2 separate regions of the Ovis aries genome follow, and region 1 is linked to region 2. Evidence: chromatin contacts called from public Hi-C data. All regions are on one chromosome and are shown on one strand. Each heading gives the region's core, a stretch centred on a gene start, on an enhancer-like site or on the middle of the called end of the contact. The rest is flanking DNA. Distances are from core to core; before and after follow the strand shown. Region 1 has its middle 25 kb from the start of KCNK18. Region 2 overlaps HSPA12A (heat shock protein family A (Hsp70) member 12A).

The links. A called contact is a pair of places that touch in the nucleus more often than the background predicts.
Region 1: a Hi-C map of hypothalamus shows a contact between it and region 2, with 5 times the contacts expected there. The contact joins two enhancer-like sites. A contact is called at or near these places in 5 of 16 Hi-C or Micro-C datasets (hypothalamus, liver, mixed tissues and 2 more).

The regions. Positions count from the first base shown.
Region 1 is chr22:37,037,993-37,043,286 of ARS-UI_Ramb_v3.0, forward strand. No RefSeq gene overlaps it. Among named protein-coding and RNA genes, the nearest start is that of KCNK18, 25 kb to the right of the region's middle. Within about 2 kb of position 2,404, at least 2 of the 54 cell types and tissues checked have an H3K27ac peak or open chromatin away from gene starts, as enhancers often do. A contact at or near this core is called in hypothalamus, where this site is marked.
Region 2 is chr22:36,601,465-36,606,517 of ARS-UI_Ramb_v3.0, forward strand. It overlaps HSPA12A (heat shock protein family A (Hsp70) member 12A), which reads right to left. Exons shown (of 13, transcript XM_027960462.2): 9 at 2,671-2,757; 10 at 2,002-2,106; 11 at 1,048-1,306; 12 at 263-366. Among named protein-coding and RNA genes, the nearest start is that of SPMIP5, 12 kb to the left of the region's middle. Within about 2 kb of position 2,872, at least 12 of the 54 cell types and tissues checked have an H3K27ac peak or open chromatin away from gene starts, as enhancers often do. A contact at or near this core is called in hypothalamus, where this site is marked.

The sequences.
Region 1 (5,294 bases), core at 1,154-3,653, 440 kb after region 2:
CTGCGCAGCACTGCCCCCTGGTATCCCGCGCCAAAACTGCCCTACTAGGCGGTGGCAATCTCCCTGCTCCGTGGCTGGGGCTAACCTTCTCCTTTTTTAGACCACAAGCCCTCTTCTAGAAGCTCCCCAGGAGGCCTCGAGAGAGCTCTCCTGCGGAGCTCTAAAGCCTTCCTTCCCGTCCCGCCGCAAGCACTCACCTTCCCAAAGAGGACTCCCGAAACCAGGCTGCCGAAACCAGGCCCCCGGTGTGACTGTGGCACCCAAGTGTCAGCTGAGATGTGAGGGCTGCCAGGAGGCCTCACTGCAGGCCTGTGTGAGTGGGGAAGACTTGTGTATACGGAGACTCACTTAGTATTGGGAAGGTTCATTCTTTTAATGAACACCAGTCCCCTGGGCATTTTTTTTTTTTTTTTTTTTTTTGCATCTGGGCTTTCTGGAGAAGAAAGAAAGGGGAGATAGGGTCACGGTCTTCTCGGCACCCCGAAGTGGGAGAGATGGGTGGGTATCAGGTGACCCATTCAGAACCCCAGGGCGTGGCTCAGGAGGGCCCAGAGTCCTGCCCAGTTTGCCCCCTTCCTATGGGTCCCCAACAGCCCTGCCTTCCTGCAGGTGCCTGGAGGAAGACTACCCTCTTCTCCAACCCATACTGGGCATCTAGTGCCCGGTGTAGGTACCAGCCTCAAGACACCCACCACCAACTGGAGGACTGGGCCCCTGCTTGAGGCTAGGGCTTGGGGAGAGGTAGGTGTTTAGATCACTCGACACAGAGAAGGAGTTCAGATTCCAAACCAGGTCCGCTCTGGGTTCCAGCTTGGTCACCTGCAGACGGTGTGACCTTGAGACCTTCAGCCTCTCTGTACATCTCTTTCCTTGCTACTTTTTTAGGGAGGCTGTGAGAATTGAGATAGTGTTCTTCAAGTATGTGCTCAGTCAGCGTCACCATTGGTGACAGTGGGTGTTCCCTGCAGGAAAGTGCCCCAGAGAGCATCCCATAAGGGGGGGGGGGGTGTCCTGCAGCACCACAGTGGTGCTAACTCTGGTTTTCAGGAGAAGTGGATACAGAGCAGTGATAGCCCTGAAGGCTGTGCCCTGGGTCCCCACGCTTCCTGGGTGTCTTCCACCAGGGCCCAGGCTTTGCTCGAAGGGAGGTCTTAGCTCACTCCTCTCGGCTCTGGGAAGCTAGTCATCCCCGTTTATGACAGCTTCTAGTGTTGAGAACCTTGGCCTAATACATGTCACACACCCAGCCTTAACCTGCATCAGACACAGGGCTAAGAGCTTCGCGTTCACTATCCCACTTCATCTTCACAGTGATGGGTCAGAGGTAGGTAAATTTTCAAATCTCCATTTTACAGAGCAGGAAACTGAGCTCAGAGAGGTGGGGTAACTTGCTCAAGATCACACAGCTGTTTTTTTCAGAGGCTAAGCCCTTTCTGGTGTGACATTAGAAAGCATAGGCTTTCGCTCTTCCGTTTCCACTCATGCTGCTGCTGCTGCTGCTGCTGCTGCTAAGTCGCTTCAGTCGTGTCCGACTCTGTGCGACCCCATAGACGGCAGCCCACCAGGCTCTGCCGTCCCTGGGATTCTTTAGGCAAGAACACTGGAGTGGCTATGTTCTTTAAACTGCAGTTTCCTTTTCCCTGCGTTGGCACCTACGGAAGCTGAGGGGGGCTCCCGGGAATCTCAGGCCTTGACGCGAATTTTCACTCAATTAATTAGTTCTGGGGTGTCCTCAGACCCTTTGATCGAGTCTGCTTCGGTCTCTAGTACCTTAGGCGATCTCAGATCAGAGTGACCCACCCGAGCATCCGGACAAAAGTTCGGGGAAGAAACCTCTTCCCTCTCTGGAAACTGAGATCAAGCGGTCCAGACGGTCCAGAAAACAGGCGAGGCCACGCCTGTTGCGTCCCCTGGGATGCTTCCAGGTACCCACGCCGCGCGAAACCTCCCTGGCTCCCTCACCCTAAAACCAAGGTCTCGAGGACCAGGGGTTGGTGCGGGGAGTGTACTGCGTGTAACCGGGTGTCGCGGCGCAGGGCACCGGCAGTCAGCTATGGAGTGGACTTGACTATGAGGTTCCCGGGCCAGCGGCTCCCTGCGATGGGAGTCCCCGAGCTCCCCAGTCGGTAAATATCCGACGATTGCCTCCTGGGAGCCACGCCCGGCATCCACCCCTCTCCCCACCCTCCACGCCCCAGTCACGGTCAATTTCCAGGCCTCCCCCAAGGCCCCCCACTCTCTGTCCTAAGCCCCGCCCTCCCGTGGGGCCGAGTTGAGGGCGCCACCAGCGCTCGTCGGAGTGAGTTTTCTGGTGGGGCCCAGGCTTCGTTGGATCGCACGCACCCCGCCCACCCTTTCCGCAACTGTTCTGCCCGGCGCGCAGCCCCGGCGTCGGCCGCGCTGAGCGAGGCGCCCCCTGGCGGCAAGAAGCCGCGCGCGCTGGTCTCCCTGGTGGCTCCGGGCTGATCCCTCCGACCTCCCGGTCCCCTCCGCCGCCCGACCACCCGGGCGCCCTCGCCCGCCTGTCCCACTCTTCCATCTCCCACGGAGGTGGCTACCTTGTCCCCAGAGACGGTCCGAGAGGCGCTCGCGGCTTTCCTTAACTGGCCCGGGAGCGCCCTTGGCCCAGGCCCCCTCCACGTTCCCCAGCAGCGGGCCTGGTCCTCCCTGAATAGAAACCACCGATGCCGGGTAACCCCACCCCACTGCCGGGCTTCACTGGACGCTAGGCCCCTCGGAGGCCAGCGCTATGGTTGAGAAAAGAAAAGAAAAAAACTCCATCCATCCACCTAATTCAGGGGTGAAGGAAAACCGTATTCATCTGGATTTTCAAAAAGAAAACGTCCCCGCTCAACAACCTCGTGTCCACCGCCCCTTGCCCGGATCCTGTGAACCGAAAAGGCACATATTCCACGGCCTTCTCGCCGGTCACATGAATGTCCCCGATGCTATCTGTCTACATCTCTGTGTGAAGCAGTTTCTCTCCCTCGAAATCCCACCGGAAAGACGCGATGGCGAGAGATGACTCATTCGAACAAGAATCTGGAGAAAAACGCCCTGAGAGCGTTCAAAAACTCAGCAAGCTGCATTTTAGCCGAAAATCCTGGCTAGAGCTCTCTGGGTTTCCTGTGGGTTTCAGGTCTGGTGTCAGAATGACCTGAATTTCAATCTTGATTTTGTCACTTAATAGCTGACTTGGGCAAATTACCTTCTAAGTACCGGTTTTCTCTGTTACAGTAGAGTTACCTCACAGGCTGTCATAAAGATTAAAAAATCATACGTGTAAAGTTTAGACTAGGCAGGTAACTGTATCTTGATTATTTCCCCTAAAGCCAGAGTTCCATGCTTGCTAAGTCTCTTCAGGTGCATTTGGGTCCGACTCTGCAACCCTATGGACTGTAGCCCACCAGGCTTCTCTGTGCATGGGATTCTCTAGGCAAGACTGCTAGAGTGGGTTGCCATGCCCTCCTCCAGGGGATCTGCCTACCCAAGGATGGAACCTATGTCTCTTACCCATCCTGCCTTTGCAGGTGGATTCTTAACCATTAGCGCCACCTGGGAAGCCCAAGAGTTCAATGAGACTTTAGCTAGTGAAGGTTTGAAAACTGGATTTCACTTGGACTCAAGGATGAGACTGGGGGCAGAGATACTGTTACAAGGTGAGTTTTTAATCCTGGGAGGGCTGAACTCACAAATGACCATTCGGTGGGGTGGAAGCTTGCATCAATGAGAATTAATAAGGCTGGGAGTTTGGACTGTAGGGCTCTCCAAGGACCTTCCCAATCCTAAGTGTTTTCTTATACCTGCCTTGGGGCAGAACTGGCCTTTGTCCTTTGTATCTTGCACCCAAGAGGCGGCCAGTTACTCAGGGTCCATGCTGGCTGCTGAGTGAGTGGATTTGGTCGTCCCAAATGTGGTCTTACACAAGTCATCTTTCTCTTTGCTTCGTTAACTCCTGCCTTCTCTGAACAGGCCAGATTCCCCTGTCATATGCTCTCAGAGGACCATACACTTTCTCTTCATGACGACTCATCACTGTTAAAACTTCACGTTTATTTGTGCAATCATCAGATTGTCTTCCTTTTGCTGTGAGCTCCATGGCTGTTTTCCTGTCCCTGAGTTGTTCTTAACAGTTAATACAATGGATAACGGTTGAATGGCAACGAAATGGCTTTTTTTGTAGCTAGATTCAGAAAGTAGTTTAACCCTACCCCTCACCCTAATTAGCAGTCATGGTAGGTAATTCACAATACACTCTTTCAATATGTTGTAAAGAAATTAGCCTCCAAATGCACTACCAGGCAAGCTATTCTAGAGGTGACAGAATAGAAAGGCATACAGACCAAGTTAAGATGCTTTAATCTCACAGATTATTGGATAAATTGAAAACACACAGGGAGAAGGAAGATAAAAAGAGATGGGGTAGGTTAGCAACAATATGATCAAATATACGAAGGTGGGGAGGAGCACTTGCAGAATCGTGGATTATGTAAATATATCATGTTGATGTCCCTTTCTCCCTGCCCCCTATACTAAGTTCAGTTCAGCTCAGTTGCTAAGTCATGTTCAACTTTTTTCGACCCCATGGAACGCAGCATGCCAGGCCTCCCTGTCCGTCACTAACTCCAAAACTTGCTCAAACTCATGTCCATCAAGTCAGTGATGCCATCCAACTGTCTCATCCTCTGTCATCCCCTTCTCCTCCTGCCTTCAATCTTTCCCAGCATCAGGGTCTTTTGCAATGAGTCAGGTCTTTGCATTAGGTGGCCAAAGTATTGAAGCTTCAGCTTCAGCATCAGTCCTTCCAATGAATATTCAGGACTGATTTCCTTTAGGATGGACTGGTTTGACTTCCTTGTGGTCCAAAGGACTCTCAAGAGTCTTCTCCAACACCACAGTTCAAAAGCATCAATTCTTCTGCATTCAGCCTTCTTTAAGGTTCAACTGTCACATCCATACAAACTACTGGAAAAACCATAGCTTTGGCTATACAGACCTTTGTCAGCAAAGTAATGCCTTTGCTTTTTAATATGCTGTCTAGGTTGGTCATAGCTTTTCTTCCAAGGAGTAAGCGTCTTTTAATTTCATGGCTGCATCACCGTCTGCAGTGATTTTGAGGCCCCTCAAAATAAAGTGTCACTGTTTCCATTGTTTGCCCATGTATTTACCATGAAGTGATGGGACTGACGCTTACTCCTTGGAAGAAAAGTTATGAGCAACCTAGATAGTATATTCAAAAGCAGAGACATTACTTTGCCAACTAAGGCCCATCTAGTCAAGGCTATGGTTTTTCC
Region 2 (5,053 bases), core at 1,622-4,121:
TCACTCGATGATAATATTGCTTTAGATGTCCCAGCTCTCTGACTTTTGAAGCCAGACAGAAAGCCCAGATAAGTAGGGGCTTTCAGCCACCCTTGTACATGCCCAGGCCCTGCCCACTCCTGCCGGAGCGCTGACCCGTGGCGCCAAACCCTGGACCCCCTGCCATCCCGATTTCACATATACTGGTGGGTGATGCTGGAAATGCCAGTCCCCATTCTTGGCTCTGCCCCACCAAGTGGCCAAGCCCTGGCTGATCACTTACGGAGATGCTCAATGATGCTGTCGATAGTCGGCTTAAAAAGGGCATTCATGGCGTCTGGACTCATCCTCAGCATCCCCTGCGAGGACCACTTGACAAAATCCACACTGTGGGGCGAGCAGAGAGAGAGTGAGGGTGTAGAAAGGATACCCAAGTCACGGGCCCTGGCAGAACAGCTGTCCCGTCTGAGTGGGCAAGGGGGTCTGAAAGTCCAAAGATCCCTTAGTAATACCCTAAACCACCAGGATCTAGACCCTTAGGAGCTTAAAAGCTAAGGCACAACCTCTTCCATTTCTCTTTACTTTGGGCTCTGGCCAACCCTCTCCTGATACAGTGAAAGCCAGTCTAATGCAAAAGACAGGGTGATAATTCATTCAACAAATATTTACTGAGCACCTACTCAGTGCTCAGTAACCCACAACAGAACCCACAACAGGTTCTGTTGTGGACTCTGGGGACAAAGCAGGAGCCAAACTTCCCTGCTTTCGTAAAGCTTATCTTTTTAGTGCATAATCATAGCTAACACATAAATAGCACCTTCTAGGTCCCAGGCATTGTGCTAAGCATATATGAATTCATTTCATCCTCACAGCAACCCTTTGAGGTAAGTGGAATTATCATGCCCATGTTCCAGATGAAAAAACTAAGGACCAGAAAAGTTGAGTCACTTGCCCAAGGTCACACAGCAAGCGTGTAAGATTGGAACTCAGAGTCCACACCCCCTTCCTCCCTCCCATCAACATGTTCTACCGTCTGGACTGTCCTGAGCCAAATGTGAGCCGACTCACTTGCTCTTCCTCAAGGCGTGCTCTACGCTGTGTCCCCGGAACTTCTTGTAGTAGTCAATGAAGGAGAAGGGCAGGGTGATGTTCAGTGGGTTAGTTCGGTCTGGGGCAGCTGCTCTTTTTCGAGACTCAAATGCAATCATTAAGTCAACCCAGGCCGCAGGACGCTTGATTTTAAATTGCTCAATAAAATCCTCTCCGAATATTTTACACAGAAGCTTTTCGAATTCGTAGTCTACTCCTAAAGATCCATAGGGTCCACCTGGGTCAAGAACAAAATGGGAGACCACTCTGTCAAAAACAGAAACAGAATCCGAAGTCTGAGTAGCAGCCTACCCTGGGTTCTGCCAAAGACAGTAGCCCAAACGTGGGCCCACTTAGCCAGCAGACCATGGCTGTGTGTTTTTACTTACTCTTTAAAACCCTTATGTTCTTCTTATTCCACATGGGAAAACTTTCCTATAAAAATCACTCATCAAAAATCGGTTTAAAATTATTTACATGTTAAATAAAACCAATGCATTTAGCTAATTGGGAGCATCGTGGTATTCCTGCCCAAGAAATCTAAGGACAGAGTCAGTGAAGCCAGCAGACCTCACCGAGTCCCTGTGACCTACTAATTACTCATCCCTTCCATCCTAAGAGGACAAGACGTTCTCTGGTTTGGTGGTCTCATCCTGGGACCTCCCAGGAAAGCTTAGCCACAGCACCAAATCACAGGTGATGATCATGGCCAGGATCTGAAACAGGCTCTCTTTAGGCCCAGACCCAAGTTATGGCGGTTTGTGTTTAAAGGCCATTTAATGGCATTTTGCTTTCTGGTCTCACACATCCATATTGCTCATAATCCCACGTGCTGATGGCATTGAAAGAATGAGATGCTGAGAGAAATCAGAAATGAGTAAAACAGCTCAGGTATGAGAACATTAGCCACTTCCCTCATTTTCTCAGGCTTACCTGTTGCTTTGTACAGTTCTTTGAGATGCCCCTCTGGTAACCGTATCTGATGGACTGTCAGGTCAACGGTGCCACCGCCACTGTCCACCACCACATACTTGTCACCTGGTATAAAACAGCCATCCTTTATACAGACCACTTGTCCACTGTGTCCTGGAACAATCTGGCAGGTGATGACGGTGTACCTAGCTAAGCTCCATCAACACCCAGTAGTACAATGGATTTGCTAATCAGGAGCACAGTGAGTTATTCATGACCAAAGAGAATGAGATAACGTCTGCCCAGAAGTGCTGGTTAGCATGGACTGTGAACACAGATGAACGAATCTTTAAAGCATTCATGTCACACGACACTGCATACCTGGCACATACAAGCCGACAAGGTAACAGCACCATCGAATGACCTGCTGTTTATAACACAAGGCTTATCCTGGAACTGGTGAGTTCCAGCTCCTACTTTTCTTCTGAAGAGCCTATATGGTTTTAGAACATGCAACATTACAGCTCCAAAAAGAGCTCTCCCTGGGCAAGCAGGTCTGTGAAACCAACTGATTTGGAACATTTCCCAAAAGTGTAAAAGGAACAAATAGGAATGCATTTTTGCCAACACACACACACACACACACACACACACAATCCAGCAGGGGCAAAGGACATTCAAGGTCACTACCTTCCTCCAGCTCGGACCAGATTTCTCCTATGACATTCTCCACCAGAAAGGTCCGACTCTGCCGATTACGTCGTACGTGTTCCTTAGCTAGTGGCCAACACAAAGAAAATAACAACGGGTGAGAAAGCATGAAAGAGCCGCAGTCCCTGAAGTCAGTGGAGGTGAAAGAGCACGGGAGGTTTGGGAACAGAACATTCGGTGATCTCGATCGGAATGATTACATAAGTACAACAGGGGGAATGACAAAGCCAGCTCTTCCACAGCATGGAGCTTATTTCCACCAGCCTCCATCTATTCATCTGCCTGGAGCTAGCCACTGCCCTGCTGAAAAGCTCACCGTGGTGAGATTCCCTTCCTCCAGGAACAGTTTCAGGGGAATGGAAATAAAATAGGTCAGTTTCCTGGCTCTGCTGCCCTAGGGAGGAAGCTGTCTGCCAAATGGCCTGCAGTGCGCTTGGTTAAATAATTTCACATCAAGGAACTTGGTCTGATACATGGAATGCGGGGTATGTTTTCCTAACTGGATCTGGCATAAACCGGCCAGGAACCCTTTCCAGACTCCGTTGAAGTCGATATGCTCTTCCGCCACAAGGTGGCGCGGCTGAACCTAGCAAAGCCGACGCCGCCTTTTTCCTGCACAATGCGGGACAACCTAGGGGTGGCTGGGGTACTCAGTGGCTGTGATGCCATGCATAGGTATTTCATCTCCCGCTGGCTCCCGACAGCCCCGTGAGACGGACAGGGCCCAGATCATCGTCCTGTGTTCAGACGAGGAAACCATGTCAGGGAGGTCAAGGGACTTGCCGTTCCCACGACTCTGTCTTGCAGCCTGAAATGAACCCTCAGAGGGCAGACCCCCTGCCTTTGAGACTTAACAATTTAGAATGAAGTCTGAAAACGCTGAATAGGAATGTTAAGAGGAGGGAAAGATGCTGTGAGAGGGAGCCTGGGAAGCACCAGAGCATACGCACGATGGGGATTGGGGCAAATCACTTAACCTCTCTCAGCTTGTTTCCTCATCCATAAAATGGGATGATACTACTTGGCCCAAGGTCCACGCAGGCTGAGCAGGGACTGGCCCTCTGATTTGTTGTCAGCACCCACTGTGATACCAAGCACACAGTAGGTGATGAGGAAGGCAAAGCACCAAGTATGAGACAGTGAACCCAACAAATGACCCCTACCTTGAACAGTTTAGAGCAATCCTGGTTTTACAGACAAAGGCTCTAATCCACTGCTCTGCCCCCCACCAAATCTTTAGTCTCTCAGCCCTACATCTGCTGCTTGTTATCCAATAAAGGACCCTTGACCCCCCAGCTTCCTTCAGCAAGGAGCACAGTGTTCACAAAGCAGCATCTCCTCTGGGGATTAGAATGGCAAACATCAACATCGGGCCAGCCTTAAGCTCCTCAGGCCACCCCTGATTAAAGAGCTCCGGCAGGCCTGCGGGGTCCCCGGACTCAGGGCTTCTCTCCTATGCCCAGCTCCAGATGAACTTACACTGAACACTTTGCCGTGGGGACTGACTTTCCAAAACAGTCTAGGTGGCCAAGAAAATGGCATGTGTAAAAAACAGCCAAGTGAAGCTAATAAAACATGTTCTGAGCGCTCAGAAAATCCTGTTTTGCAGGCAAATATGCCAAAGATTGTGAAAAATGTAGCCTTTACTAATGTCGTTAAATCTTTTTGGAGTCAAATAATGCCAACAGTGGCCCCTGCAGCACTGGGGACAGAGTGCCAGCTCTGGTCTCCTCAGTGGTGGCCACTGGACGTCCATCCGGGAGTGGCATCAGAACGCAGAGAATGGCCCAGGATGGGGGACTCAGGCTACTGATGCCATCCTGGGTACCCCCTGATTAAGCACTCTGCCAGGCCTTCCCACACAGCACTCTGTCCTTCTGGGAGGGAGGTTCTCACCAAAAAGCAAGGTTAAGATGGAACCCCTGCCTCACTGACCCTCTGAGGGATGGTGGCCAACAACATGAGGATTTCAAAAACCAAAGACACCCCTCTGAGCACAGAAAACAGCAAATCCCACAAGGCACAGGACACAGACATGGAGCAGTGTGGGCATGACAGGATACATTAAAGGAAAGAAAAACAAAACCTCTTGAGCTCTTGGGAAGGGCAGGCATTCTAACAGTTCCCTTCTATGTGAATGTTGTGCTTAAGAAGTGTCAAGGAGAGCTGTGCTCAATCAGCTAATTCTGGCATGAGCGGCTATCTATGAACAATGAGTAAAGATCAGTATATGAAATAGAGAGCCCAGGCAGACATTCCTCTTTCTTCCAATTAAAACAACGATCCTGAATATGTAAAACGTGAACTCTAGCTCGCCTTGTGAGAAAAAGGCAAATCGAGCCCTGAGACCTGGAGGGAAGCC